Regions from separate parts of the Mus musculus genome. Here region 2 is linked to region 1. The links are chromatin contacts, called in public Hi-C maps. All regions are on one chromosome and are shown on one strand. Each heading gives the region's core, a stretch centred on a gene start, on an enhancer-like site or on the middle of the called end of the contact. The rest is flanking DNA. Distances are from core to core; before and after follow the strand shown.

Region 1 (7,186 bases), core at 4,107-6,606:
GACTGTGAAGACTAGTGGAAATAATTCAGTGCATAAGCTTAGTACACAGTAAGCAGCATACATTAGCTATACTTATTGCTATTATTTTCTTCTTTATGATCTCATCTAATTCAAGCCATGGAGATGAACAAGGAAGAATGTGGCTCTCCATTTCAGAGTTCAGAAAGCTGTGGGTTAAAGATTTAGAGGTGAAAATGGAATCGTGGAATTTGGTTCCCTTGAATCTAACGAATGGCTTTAAAAGTGGTATACATCTCAACGTTTGACCAGTATGGATGGCACTGAAAAATGACACAAAAGTAATCCCCTCTTGTAGATATTGCAGTAAAGACCTGGCAGCAATCAGAGAGGTCAATATATCTTTATTACTATCCAACAACATTGATTTCCTTGGGAATATTGGCTATCCTGAGATTGACCACAAAATGTTCATGAGAGACATGAGTGAGATCTGAAATTGGAGTCTTGAAAGAGAGGTGCTAGGGATCAGAGACTGCAAAGGAAAGAGGAGACCTAACTGGGTCTGACTCAGAAAGCTGATCACATGATCTCTCCCAGCAGGGGATCTCTCTGAGCATGGAAACGGATTATCTTCTGTTTGCCAGACATTGAGCTGATATCCTTACACCTAATCTCACAACAGTTCTGTGAAATGGGTTGTCTAGTTTTTGTTTTGTTTTGTTTTGTTTTGTTTTGTTTTGTTTTGTTTTGTTTTGTTTTGTTTTCCAGGGCAAGGAAATTAACTAGAGAAATTTCTAACAAGAACTGGTTAAGGACTTCATAGTTAGGTAGATCAGCAAGGTTAATCACAGGGGCTCCTAAGCCCAACTGCTAACATTTGAATAGTGATTCAACACTTTAGTGCCTCTGTGGCCCAGAACAATGAGGTAATGTCTCTGTGTCTCCCTTTCCTACTTGAAAAAGTAAGAGATGATGATGACAGTAGGAACTTCATCTGGTTGGTGTGAGCATTAATTATATTCCTTCATGTATCTTTGCACAAAAGGGGACTCCTGTCCTACTCACAGAAGACACAAATGACTATTAGTAAGCAATGGACAAGTATTAGTTGCTAGTACAGTCACTGCTTTCTTAAAGTACTGTTTTTATATTGGCCCCTGAGGTCTTGAGTGAACTCAGTCTCCATCTCAACAAATTCAGTTTGTCAGGTGTCATGCCAAGGCCACTGGCTCATACCTACATCTGCTTCCTATCCATCATCTGTTCTACTCTTTCACTGCAGCTGAGCCCTGCAGACATTTCCTAGGATTTGTTGCTATCCCTGCTTTTCAGCTTGATGCAGGGCTATGTGCTACAAGGCAGGAAAGACAACCCTATCTCTCCCAAGTCTCACCTCTCTTTTGAACCTCTCTCCCCTTACCGTTTCACCTCCCCCAAGCCCCCAGGCTGCCGCACTCTCCTGGGCTCCAGTTCCAACTGGACAGCCTCTCTCTACTCCTGGACTCTGGAGTCACTCTTCCTCTGCCCCCATCAATCAATACCGTCTCACGCACAGGAGCTGCCTCCTGTTGTACCCAATCTCCAAGTGCCTTACTTGATCGCTCCTCGGTCTTACAACTCCCAGTGCTCCTAGTCACCAGCTCATCACGCTGAACTGTCACGCCCTGAAGGCTCAGCGTCAACCCTCACTGTTACAAATGCAGTCTGTGGGGAGAAGCCAAAAGGCAAGAATGAAAGTGGGGCCGATACAAATCAAGGCAGAAAAACAAAATGGAAGACCCTGCAAAGGCCTAGGTGTCACAAATGCCAAAGTTGTCATGATCTCCATCTTTGCACAGTCATGGACATTCTGCTCCTCTCTTCAAGAGGGGAGTTCAGTCCCCAGCTCCCCAGGCAAGACTGAGCCTCCATGATCAGATCAATTCTGGTTATAAGGGAGAGGAAGGGCCTAGGTAAAGACTGTAGAGTCAAGTGTTAACCATATTTTGGTTAATTTAATTACACTGTAAATACTATTGGAGAGCTCTCAGTTTAAGGAATCCCTGTGGGGAATCCTTTTGTTCTGCAAATAATTATTCCCCTAATTTATTTGCTTATGTTTGGATTTTCATATATTGCATTTGTTTATTTATTTACTTATTATTTTTACCCAAGAACAATAGGGACCAACTCAGCTGGGAATGAGCAGTTGCTTTGAATTAGGCACTGTTTGGAATAAACCACAATCAGTTTAGTAAAATTTTGATTATATTAGCCTTGCAAATAGGCTAGCCTAGAGTGAGAAGAAATGTATTCTGGGTAAGCATGGGAGGCTCATGATGCTTGGACGCATGAGATCTGAAAAGACCCTGGAGCTGGCGGGAGTCGTCTAAAATTGCCTGATCCTCGGACAGTGTTTAAAGCCCCTTTGCCTAGTGTAGATCAAATGCAGTTCTGAAAGCTAACATTTGTCTAATGGCAATTTCTCCTCGCTGGTCATGGTCTCACCTGCTGGGCCCTCAGGAAACAAATTTGCTCCCCTCGATCTGCACTGCCTATTTTTAGATGTCTTTGCTCTTAAACCCAACACTCCTAATTTCTTCAGCCTTCCTCCTGCGACACATCTTGAAAGCGGTGGAATAATGAGTTACAGTGTGGACACCAGGTAGAGGAAAACAGAGCCACAAGCACAGCCTCTCTGGAGAGGAAAATACACCGCGGAGCCGATAGACCAGAGCAGATTACGATATTGGAAGGAACTCATTTCCACATTGCTGAATCTTTAGATTCGAAAGTGCTTTGGCATTTCCTAATGGTAAAAGTAATTTGGCAACAGTACAAAACATTTATGATATAGGAAAAAAAAAGTATATCTAAGTCCCCAAGAGGCACTTGCCTCACTGAATTAGATCTGAATCGGAACTGCCCGAAGTCAGTCAGCACGGGAGACTGTGACTTGATTCGCTGAAGGTGGGATCTCTCACCTCTCCTCTGCTCTCCAGAAGAGGGTGCTGTGCAGAGGGCAGGGAGTCTCAGCCTCTTCAGCAGTGGTGAGTTCTGCTGAGTTCCCTTCTAGTCTTTTTCACATGTGTTTTTCTCAATTGCAAAGGCCGCATTTACTCAATTTCCAGATGCACGTTTTATATAACATTTGAAAAAGAAGTGTCATTTGAGCTGAAGTGTGTGCTTAACATAAAAAGACATGAAAGTCCAGAGAATAAAAAAAAAAATCCGTAAAATTACTACCGTTGATAAAACATTTTATAGGCTATTTTTATTTTGCTCATTTTCACTGGGATGATTGTGCTGCAGTTTAATATTAAAATCTCTATTTTTATCTGAACATTATGTTAGTATGATTTTTCCACACGATTACATAAGATTTGGTCACTGCCCTCTTTATTGTTGTTCGCCATTCCACGTACAAGTAATTTTAGGACAAGCATCTCTGCTGGAAAAATGTTTTATATTCCTTACAAAGCATGCCAAGAAATAAAGTCATTGGCTCAAAACATATGAATATTTAAGACCTCACTTCTTCAAATGAAGATCAAGGCATCGTCATTACCAGAGAGTTCTATCAAGTAGGTCAATGCATCACCCAGCCTCACCATTTGCAGACTAGTTAATTGTAGGCAACTAAACTAAAACTGGCCCTGCTAATGGAAACACGTCCAGATCCTCGGCGTGTAAAGAAAGCCTGCAAGGAGCCACACCAAAAAATCTCATTACGAGACCAAGTCTGAGGTGTCCTGGCTGTGGAGCTGACAGGCCAGAGAAGCTTCATAATCAAGGGCTCTCTGGTTTCCCATGCACCTCTTGGTGGGTAGTTTGTGACAGGAGGACCCCCACTGTAGCATGCTCCTTGTGCAGGAGAAAAAATCAGCTCTCCCATGCACCCCCTCCATGGTCAGGCCTTCCTCAAGTTGGTGACAGGGTGGGAAAAGCGGCACTGGCTCTCTGACAGGAAAAAAAAAGACATGCCAGAGTGAGCCCTCATTACTGGAGGTCTCCGATTCTCGTGGAGAAATAATGAGCGTCACCAGAGCTCTGTGGGCTCCTCCAGGATCCTTCAGGAACAAAGCAAGCTGGGTTTGATGAGGCTAATTCAACAGCAGCAGTCTGCTATGGGAGGACAGAGGCTGAAAGACAGGGCTAGAAGGGGTAGGAAGTTTCTTTGGTAGGGGGATGGGGCATTGCTGAAATGTAAGGCAATGTCATACTTCATATCCCTGGTATTCTATCACATGTTAGGCTAACGAATCATCTTACTTTCTAAGGAAACCGTTTGATAGGATGGGCCATTTGGCAGACAGATACACTCTCTACAGACAGTCCTTTCCTCTGTGGTCCACCTTGGAGCCGACCTGCAGCTCTAGCCTTCATTTTCCAGCATACTAAGAATATCCCAAGTCTATGTGTGATGCTTTTTCTCTGCTGGGCTGTTCCTCCATTATCCCAGGGTTGAGAGAGGAAAGCAGTGTTTGCTTAGTTATAGAACAAAGGGGAAGTCAATCCCCCAGGACCAAAGTTAAGCCAGGAGGGGAGGAGGACAGCTGTCAAGCTTCCAGCCCATCTCTAGACAGTAAGGCAAGGTTCCTCCGAGGGCCTCTAGCAGGGTTAGGCCCATCTTGTCCATAGAAGCCTTTTATTAAATCTTTTCTCTGCCTTGCTTGACCCACTCCCTCACTTTTAATTCCCAAGGCCATCTCCCTATTAACTAGATAACCTGAGTCCTTGTCAAATATCCATAATGCCCAGCCATGAGATAACACTCGAGACTTTTTAATGCCCATTTGTCAGATTAGAAGGCTGGATTTTGAAGAACTACCATTCCCAAGGTCACCCCTTTCTTACAAAGCTATCTTGTTTTACAGATCAAGTAATAACTCTTCATTGAGTTGCTGTAGTCGATCTGTAGATGCAGAGAGACTTCCTTGCCCAGTGAAAGGGGAAGAGAAAAAAATCACTCACAATGAGGCAGTGTCTGAGAGCAGAAACCATCTACTTCAGTCCCATTGTTTATTATTCAGCACTGATTTAGTATCCACTGCATCGGGGGGCCTATGCTAGACACCAACGACCTAAAAGATGAGTGAGCATGGCCTCTATGCTTAAGAAGCTTAGAATCTAGAGGTAGGATACAGGACATAGAGGAAAACCATGGGCTCAGATGCAGACCCCTCCCAGCAAGGGATCCAGGAGGTGGTTATCAACAACCATGTTGCCCAGAAGAGACTGACTTGTTCCTGCAGACAAGTAGGATCTCTTGGTTTATGCTGCCTTCCAAGTAGCATGCTGGAGCTTGGGTTGCACTGGTGAATCAATCACACAGCTGACGTCCTTCCCTCAGGCCAGAGCTAATTCATAAGAGATGCTGGAAAGTTAGCCAGAGAGAGGGGAGCGGAGAAAAATTTTCCAGATGGAGAGAGAAGCATATGCAGATCCTGGCAAGCATCAAACAGCATTCTGAGGTGGGGTGTGGTTTCTGTGAGTGTCTGTGGGAGCTGAAACAGCACTGATGAATCGAAAGTCCTGAGGAAGGGGTAGTGGGAAGCATACAGCTGGGTGGGCCACCCAAGAGAAGGACATGGGCTAACAGGCTGTGATAATGGACGCTGGGGATACAGGAGGGCACGCGGAGAGCATTAAATGATGAAAGACTCTAGCTCCGCAGGGAAGATCCATCCTGCAATGCGTAGCTGTCCACTGAACACATGGCACACCATTCTAACAGTGGTCCTCCAGAGGGAAACTCGGCATTCTATGCATGTCTGTAGAGCACCCAGTCCACAGAGCAAAACCAAGGGTGGAAAGGCCTGACCTCACAAAGGATTACACACGCCCTTTCATTGAAACCTCTAAATGGTTTTTCATTCCTTTGGATGGAGCTAATGGTCTTTCACTGAGTCTCTATAGAGGCAAATTCCAGGGCAGTAGAGCCATGATGCCTGACATCACAGCCAACTGTTAATCAAAGGCTTTGAACCAGTTAACTTATTTCCATCTTCTCTTCCCATGCCTAAAATAACTTTCCTTCATCTGTAGGCTTAGGTAAGCTCCCAGCTTTCATAGTATATCTGGTGTCAAGCAGGAGAGAGAGCCCAGCGTATGCACTCTGCAGCTAGTTCCCTGGCAACCACGAAGGAGTCCCCGTACTTATTTGTATATTGTCCTCAAATTCCCCTTGCAGGGCTCAGCAACCTGGCATTTAGTCTACTTGCAGATTTTAGCTGACAATCTGTAGAAATTTCCAGATCATTTGGATGTGGTCCACAGGACATACACATCTTACCACTTATGAAAGGCAAGAGCTACTCATTATGAGTTAATAGAAGTTTCTATGAGATCACGGTCTGGCAGATCTGCCTGAAAAGGGAAAAACCACAAACATCTAGCCCTTCCTCTGTATTGCAAGCTTTTATGGGCATCAGCTCTGTGACAACATATAAGGTTGCCGTTAGGAGGCTGTAGTTGGGGGAATGAATGAGTAAGTGTGGTATGGGTGGGAAAGACTAGAACTGAGCTGAAGAAGGTGGAAAGGGATAAAGAAAAAAAGAGTTTCATCTCAGAGACACTTGAAGTTTGTTTCCTGGTAGGGATCGTAAAGATCTGATATAATGTTATCCTAAGCAAGTATATGTGTCAATATTCATATGCAATCAGTCTTGTGAGTATTGTTCCCAGAGAGGATGGCAGTGGATTAGGCAATGGCTTGTGGATGCTTCTTTAGTCTTTTGACAGATCCCCTCTCCCCGAGCCTGTTTCTTGAGCTCCTCGGTCTTAATTTTTAAGCATTTTTCACTAATTCATTGAGAATTCTATACATGCATGTAATGTATTTCAATCCCCCAACTCCTCCCATATCTACCCTGCACTTCCCTACACCCTCCCACCTTCATGCTCTCCTTTTTCTCCCCTTTCTTCTTTTTCCTGTCCCATAAAGGCTGATTCCTGCTGCCCATATATACTCATGAGTGTGGAGCCATCCACTGAAGCACAGCCAACCTACCAAGGGCCACACATAAAGGAAAACTGACTCTCCCTACCTGAGATGCCTTCAACTGTCAGTTAATCCCCTCAGCCTGGGTGGTAGAGTATAATCCCCTTCAACCTCCCTGCTAGAGTGTTGACTGCCTGAACCTGAGCTGGTCTTTTCCTTGGCTGCTGTAACTTCATAAGCTCTGCTGATCCAGAACACATGGCTGTACTCTGGTCCTCTCTGACCTTTGGCTCTGATAATCTT
Region 2 (7,498 bases), core at 4,564-7,063, 330 kb before region 1:
GAAGGATATTTCTTCTAGGTAGGTGGTAGCTCTAGGAATAGGTAGCCTGGAAGCCACAGTGGCTATGTTTCAGCCCCAAAGAAAAAGCTGAGCTAGGATAGATACCTGGCTAAATAGAATTACAAAAGAAGTGATTGCTGAGGTCAAGCATCTTTGTTTGAGGATATGGTTCTTCTCATCCTTAAAACCCAGATATATAATGGCCTCTCTAAGTCTGCAGTTTGTTGATGTTTTTCTTATATTTCTTTGTGTATAGTTTTCTCCAGGGTAATGCATCCCTAGTGGACATGGAATCCATGGTTAATCTGATGCTGACTGCCTGGGTACATGGCCTTAGTTCTACGGTGAAGTACCTGCTAGATGTTTGCTTATGTCTTCACATTTGTATCTCAACCTTGTCATTACAAGAGTTTCAGGTGATGAATAGGACAGAGAGTGTTGTCCCCTTAGTTAACATTACCCTGGGGTTCAGGCAGGCTATAGCCCCAAAGCTACTTTCCACTTTGGTCTTGCCTTGTTGGGATCATAGCATCAAGGCTTTCCTTGCAGAGTCGTGGTACCTGTGTTCATAAACTTGTTTCTGGATTAATCATAGAGTCTATTCACAACTCATTTTCCCATTGTCTTCTCTGTTTGAAAATACTTTTTATGCTTTTTACCTTGAGACACACAGTCTCTTCTGTTTCCACCTCCAGGTTATACTCTGACAGGCAGCATGCCAGTTCTCCACCTCCATGGACCTTAAAGGTCACAGTCGCGTTCCTCCCTCCTGACTTAACCTCCTTGTTTCCACTTTGAGAACTACTACTGTTAGTAACTCCATTCACATGTCTTAGTGTGAGCTTGAATCCAAGCTCAGAAGGCTGGAAACCTGAGGAGAACCAAGTTGCACTGATTTCATCAAATGCTTTATACAGTAACTGTCAGTGAAGCCAAAAACCAAGATCATGGAAAGGTCCCTCCATGTGGAAAATGGTGAGTATTTTCTAATTGTGGAATCATTTTCTACCTGTGTCTTTTAGCCGATGGCTATGAACGTGGAGTGGTATTTTAGAAAGTCTCACTTTCAGTGAGGAGGAAAAGTCTGATAGGGAAAAGTACAGATTAAAACAATATGATGTGCTTTTTACAACTGAGACAAAAGGCTGAAATAGAGGATACAGCCCAAATTAGCTCCTGAGCAACTCCATCTGATGAGAAAATTATCCGACAGCAAATTACATGCTGTGCTACACCATGAGCTTCACTGAAATTTAAGACATTGGGTTAACCAAAATGAGACAAAAGGGGCTAGAGGCTCAAAGAAGATATGCAGTACTGTAAGGAAGAAAGAATAGGAACAAATATTTTCCTGTCAGTCATATGAGTCTGATTTTGAAATACCTGAGATCCAGGCACAGAGTGAATATCTGCAGTCCTAGTTTCTCAGGAGTTGGAGGCAGGCTAACACTTGAGTCAAAGTGTTTGACGTGCCAGGGGTTGAACTCAGTGCTACGTGTTGCTATACATGTGTTTCTCTGCTGAGATATAGTCCCAGGTAAGTCCAAGAGTTTGAAACTCCTGGATCAACACATCAATACCTAAAAATGCATAAGATACGATAGATAGTAGGGGAGCCGTGTTGGCCTAGAAGCTTATCTTCAAGATATGCTTTGTCTTGTTTCAGTTGTGCAGTACTGAAGAGGAAAAGGCTCATTTGTGATAAAGGAAGGGAATATATCCATCCTGATGACTACAGGTTAAATATACTATAGTTCAACCGATAGATATGTGTACCTGGGTCCCAACAAACTGGTGGCACATTCAGTTAATAGTATTACTGATTACAAAGGTGTAGGCCGGGGAACAGAGTCTTAAGAGGTACATCCTGGCACCCTCCGTGCTGGAAGTGAAGAGATAGGAGAGAGCCTGGATGAGAACAAGTTCTTGTGGGTTGGGCCAAATTCAACCCAGCCCAGAGTGACCTCACAGGGAAGGGGCCAGGCAAAAAATTCTTTCTCTCCTGTTTGGAGCTTCATCCAGAAAGCCTTTAGATACAAGAAGCCAGTGAGGTGCTTCATACAAGCCAGACAACTGGGGAGATCCAGGTGATGAAAGGTTGACAGTGAACCTATTTTAATGGGGCCATGAAGAATTCCATGGTGTAGAGACAGATAATAAAGTACAGAAGGGACTGTAGCATCTTTACCTACCCGTGACTATGAATGAGGTTAGATTCTTGCTGACAAAGTTTGACCAAAAGACACAAGAGGCACAAAAGCACTTGCAACACACCAGGGGGATTAGTCTTCTCCTAAGAGGAAGTCAATGCAAATGAAGGCAATGTGTTAATGCCCAGCTAGGCAATGTGACGTATAGTTATTACTCTTTTGGGAAGATCTAGACTAGAGATAGTATAGAATTTAGTTAGACAAAGAATCCAACTAGGACTGTTCAATCAGAAAAACCTTGTGTCTGCTGAACACTTTTGTTAATGGACATGATCATAAATATTATGAAGAAAAAGAAATCAATCCAGTGAATGGGGAAATAACAGGTATGCAGTCAGAGGGCAGAAAGCAGTTCATGTGTCAAAGGGTGTTTGGGAAACTTTGTGATTAGACTTATATTCCTGGACAGGGTTACCCAGAATAAAAATGTAATCAGAAGGGACTGTCCCAGGGTGAAGGACAAAGAAACAGACATGCACAGATAGAAGACAAAAGATAGTGACAATTTACAGGCCCAAACCTGGGGCAGTTCCTTCTCTCCTGGGTCTTAAAAGAAACCAACACTGCCATCTTCTCCATGTCACACTTCTGGCTTCTAGAATCATGAGGGAATGTATGGGCTTTGTTTCAGCCACCCAGGTGGTAGAGCTTTGGGAAAACATACTTAGGAAATACATACATATTCCAGACCCCTTTTTCATCCATAGACATCAGTATAGGAAGAGGCCAAAGTGACTTGCCGGTGTTGGCAAATGTCATACTGAGATCACCACTCGGTCCCCTGTACTTCTTCACAAGGCATGGCTTTCAGTTCTGCTCTCTGCTAAGTCACCAGCCTTTGCATCAGTGCATCCTTGTCCATGAGCTGGTTCAGAAAGGCCAGTGAAGAAGCCCAGTGCCATCATCCAGGCAAAAAGAGTCAACACTACAGGGTTAGCTGGATGTTAGGTGTGAAAGAAGGAGAGGAGTCAAGCCAGATTCTAGGGTGAAAGCAGGAATAAAACTCTTCATTAGTGTGGAGAATTCAGATGGAGCTATATTTTGTTGGGGGTGAGAGGAGAAACTAAGAGTTCAGTTTTGAACATATTGACTTTGACATATATACTAGATATCTGAGTGGATATGTTAAGCAGGTTTTTAAGATATAGAAATGTCTAATTCAGCACAGAAATCTAGGCAGAAGATACCAATTTGAGTATTGTCAACACTTAGATAGTATTTAAAGACAGTAGACGGGATCAGCCTCCCAAAGGAGTGAGCATACACAAAATCGCAGAACCCAAGAACACTCTAGAGTTTAGCTTCAGAAAATGAGAAATAACCTGCTTTTAAAAAAAGGAAAGAAAGGAAGGAAGGGAGGAAGGAAGGGAGGGAGGGAGGGAGGGAGGGAGGGAGGAAAGGAGGGAGGAAGGGAGAAGGTAGGAAAGGAAGGAAGGAAAGGAAGGAAAGGAAGGAAGGAAAGGCAGGCAGGCAGGCAGGCAGAAGGAAAGAAAGAAAGAAAGAAAGAAAGAAAGAAAGAAAGAAAGAAAGAAAGAAAGAAAGAAAGAAAGGAAGGAAGGAAGGAAGGAAGGAAGGAAGGAAGGAAGGAAGAAAGAAAGAAAGAAAGAAAGAAAGAAAGAAAGAAAGAAAGAAAGAAAGAAAGAAAGAAAGGAAGGTAGGTGTGTGTGTGGGAACTCTGGGTAGAAAAGACCACCTGATGATATTGCTGCATGGGAGCCAGAGAAGAAGGAAGAGAAGTCAACAGGTTCCAGGCAGAAAAGAATTAGGATCTTGGCATTCTGTACCCCAGAATCCATAAAACAAAATTTCCAAGTTTAGTTGGAGACTTGCTCATAATTACTTGTCTTACTAGGAAGGTTTATGGATACAGAGTCTAATGTTCTTTGTTGTGACAACCCCTGTGAGCTATGCAACTGTTGGGACTCTTACTCCAACATGATATATTTTAACCATAGTTGTGATACCTTGGGTAGTTAGTAAAAGGAAAGCTAATGTATTCTTTCACTGAGTAAGTGCTACTTTGATACTTTGAGTGCTTGGGACATAGCAGTGAGCAAAGCTGAAAAATGAGCTTGTCCCCAAAGCTTTCCAGCCACCACAGGGAATGTGGTGGTGATCTCAGCATGGCCTTGGGCTATATATTTTTCAACATGAGCAAGACACGTCTATCTCTGTTTCTTCTGTTGTCTATGGATAAAAGAAGGCAGTATTATGTATTTATTTGCTAAAGATGTTATCACAAAGCACTACCACTGGGTTGCTGAAACAAACACCTGCATTCTCTTCTGGTTCTAGAGGCCGGAAGTATGGCATCAAGAACTTTATAGGGTTGGTATTTTTCTAAGACTCATTAGAGGAGGATCTGCCTCAGGCTTTGGGCTATAAATTGTTATTTTCTTTCATCTTCTATCTGTCAATGCTTGTCACTATGTCAAGTGTCCCCTTAACATGAGGATACTAAAATCATGTTGGACTACAACTTAAATCTGATTAAATTAATACAGGGAATGAGGTCTATGAGGACTCAGTCTCTGAATAAGATCACATTCTGAGATCCTAGGGGTTAAGACATCATTATTAACATGTGGGTAGGGTACAAATTTTAGCATAACCAAATACCCATCTTTGTGCAAACTGTAGAGATGGCTATGGAGATTCTGACTCTAGTGGGCAGGAAGTGATATTGAAGCCCAGTGGTTATCTCTCAGTCCTGATTCTCCCTCTTATTGACTTTGGTTTAGACCCCTTCATTTTTGTGAGCTCTCAAACAGACATGGAAATGAAAGGGGAGAAAAAATATCTACTTTATACTGTCAAAGGGCCAATTATAGCAAACTATAGTTTTTAGCATATTCTAGGCACTAATGTATGACATTAAAATCTGTGTTACAATATGGATATTAAATGCTTGAGGAATGAATTTATATACAAAAAGTGGTAAGGGAACTAGAATGTTCTAGAAAGACCAACAATATGTTTTATGGTTCATAAGATATTTTCACACACATGAAATTACTCACTTTGATGACTGCTATTTCATAGATGAGAACAGCAAAGCTTTGGAAGGGGCTGTGGAGCCATAGGCCATTAGCATCTCTCAGGAGTCCTTGAAAGGTTGGGGCTTTTTAACCCCTGTCTCTTTCTCCCCTTCCTTCTTTCTTTTGTCATTCTGAGGATTTTTAAGCCCACATACCAAGTGTCCTACAAAATAAACAACCCTGATAAGAAACTGTCCAAAGGAATTTAGACCATCTTTGGACTCTTTGCTGAATAATTAAAACCTTCAATGCACACTCAGGCTTGAATCAGTTTCCTAAATGCCTTCATGCTCTGGAAACTGAGGGGCTTGGCTCTGTGGGGGCCTTTCTGTTTCTTTTCAAACCCAAAGCAATGGACTTGAAAATCTAAATCCAAAAAGCTAACAAAGACCTTATTAATTGTAGCTTCTTTATAAACAGTTTTTTTTCCCTGACTCTTTTTCTCCCTCTCTCTAGGCAACCCTTGCATAAAAATATCCATTCGCCAACTGTTCACCAACTGTTCCCCCTCTTCCTGGCATACCTTGTGCAGCATTCAAAGCTGCCAGAGCGCATGTTTGCTGCAGCACTCCACACTACCCGGGCTTACTGCCACAAGGTCCTGCCACAGGGAAGGCATGTGCAAGGGGAGGAGGTTGTCTGGCAGAGGAAGTCTGGGCTGAGACCAGGGAGGTAATGGGCACATCACAGCTTTAGGGTCCTTGGTGCCTAGCTTGAAGCTCTGTCTTGTTCTAGCTGTGTGCCTATGCTCAGCATATTTCTCTCTCTGAGCTTAACTTTTGTGTCACATAAAAGACAGACAAGAATTCTTATGGAGGGCAAATGAACTCATGTGTGTGCTGGCCCTCATATGGTACTACACAGTACACAATTGGTACACCCAGCTTTCCACTTTCTCAAATGAGCCCATCACCCAGAAAGAGGGAAAAGCAAAGCCACAAACAGAGAAATTCAACAGTGCAAAATATGAGGAAATACTGGAGTGCAAAAGACAGAACATTCAAACTCTACTTTCAGCCTTTGGAAATATATGATGCATTACTGATAAGGACAGGTACCCTGTTTCACGATAGAGCACTCAATGGTGTCCTTCCTTGTCTCATAATTTTGATAGTGTGTTGACTAGTCTTGACCTTGTCTCTTTCCTGTCTCCACTCTACCTTCTGTTAATCACTTTGCTAATCTCTGTCTATGTGATAAACATTAGAGACAATAGCTATGGCAACTGCTTTGATTTAATTGGTTATATAACATGTGGGCATATAGGCACATCACATTATATCCCACAAATGTACAAGTTAAAAACTTAAAGGAAATTAACATGGCACAGTATCGAGTGACTTAGAGAGGGGAAAGGGAGAGATATGGTAGATTTTAGATAGGGAGACCCTTGAGGGCTGGTTAGGAAGCCTAGGTTAGACAACCTCTGCCTTGTAATATGTGGGCAATTCCTTCACTTACTGCAAACCTTTCTCAAGAGCTGTATGTGATCTCAGCCTAAATGAACAGACTCCAGACTGGACCTTCAGGTGTTCCAGGGGATCCAGAGACTCAGATGTGCAAACAGATATTGTGTTCATAGAGAAGAAGTTCAACATAGATGAACTGGCAAAACTCAAGGTAAAAGTGTGTGTGTGTGTGTGTGTGTGTGTGTGTGTGTGTGTGTGTGTGTACAATATCCATATATGTATATTCTGATATTTAGAGAGACAGCCCTTCACATCTGCAGGTTCTTTATTCACATATTTGATCATATTTGATCATCCATTATTTTATACAGACCTTTTTTTTTGCTATTTTCCCAACATTTATATCATACAACGATCATTTACTAAATTAAGATTGCATTAAGCATTATATATAATGCAGAGATAATCAGATATATATGTATATATATATATATATATATATATATATATATATATATATATATATGTAAAATGTGGGCATATAGGCACACACACACACATATATACTATTATGCCCCTAATATAGATACTTAAAGCATCCAATGTTTTAATATTTAAAGGGACTAGAACCAATCTTCCACAGATACAGAGGGGAATTTTATACACAAGTCAGTATATCAAAATTTCTTCTATTTTCCTTTGCTGAAGAAGGGTCCATAGTCCAGAAAATGAAGGAAAATCACAAAAAGGGAATTTATCATCACACACCCTCTCATATACATAATAGTTTTTGCAAAATGCTATGGAAAAATTTCACCCCAGAAATATTTCATAGACCTCT

The links. A called contact is a pair of places that touch in the nucleus more often than the background predicts.
Region 2: a Hi-C map of cortical neurons shows a contact between it and region 1, with 1.6 times the contacts expected there. The contact joins two enhancer-like sites.

Annotation. Positions count from the first base shown.
Region 1 is chr4:103,551,576-103,558,761 of GRCm38.p6, reverse strand. No RefSeq gene overlaps it. Among named protein-coding and RNA genes, the nearest start is that of Gm25877, 31 kb to the left of the region's middle. Within about 2 kb of position 5,356, at least 8 of the 459 cell types and tissues checked have an H3K27ac peak or open chromatin away from gene starts, as enhancers often do. A contact at or near this core is called in cortical neurons, where this site is marked.
Region 2 is chr4:103,880,161-103,887,658 of GRCm38.p6, reverse strand. All of the region lies in intron 1 of Dab1 (disabled 1), which reads right to left. Among named protein-coding and RNA genes, the nearest start is that of Gm36661, 140 kb to the left of the region's middle. Within about 2 kb of position 5,813, at least 26 of the 459 cell types and tissues checked have an H3K27ac peak or open chromatin away from gene starts, as enhancers often do. A contact at or near this core is called in cortical neurons, where this site is marked.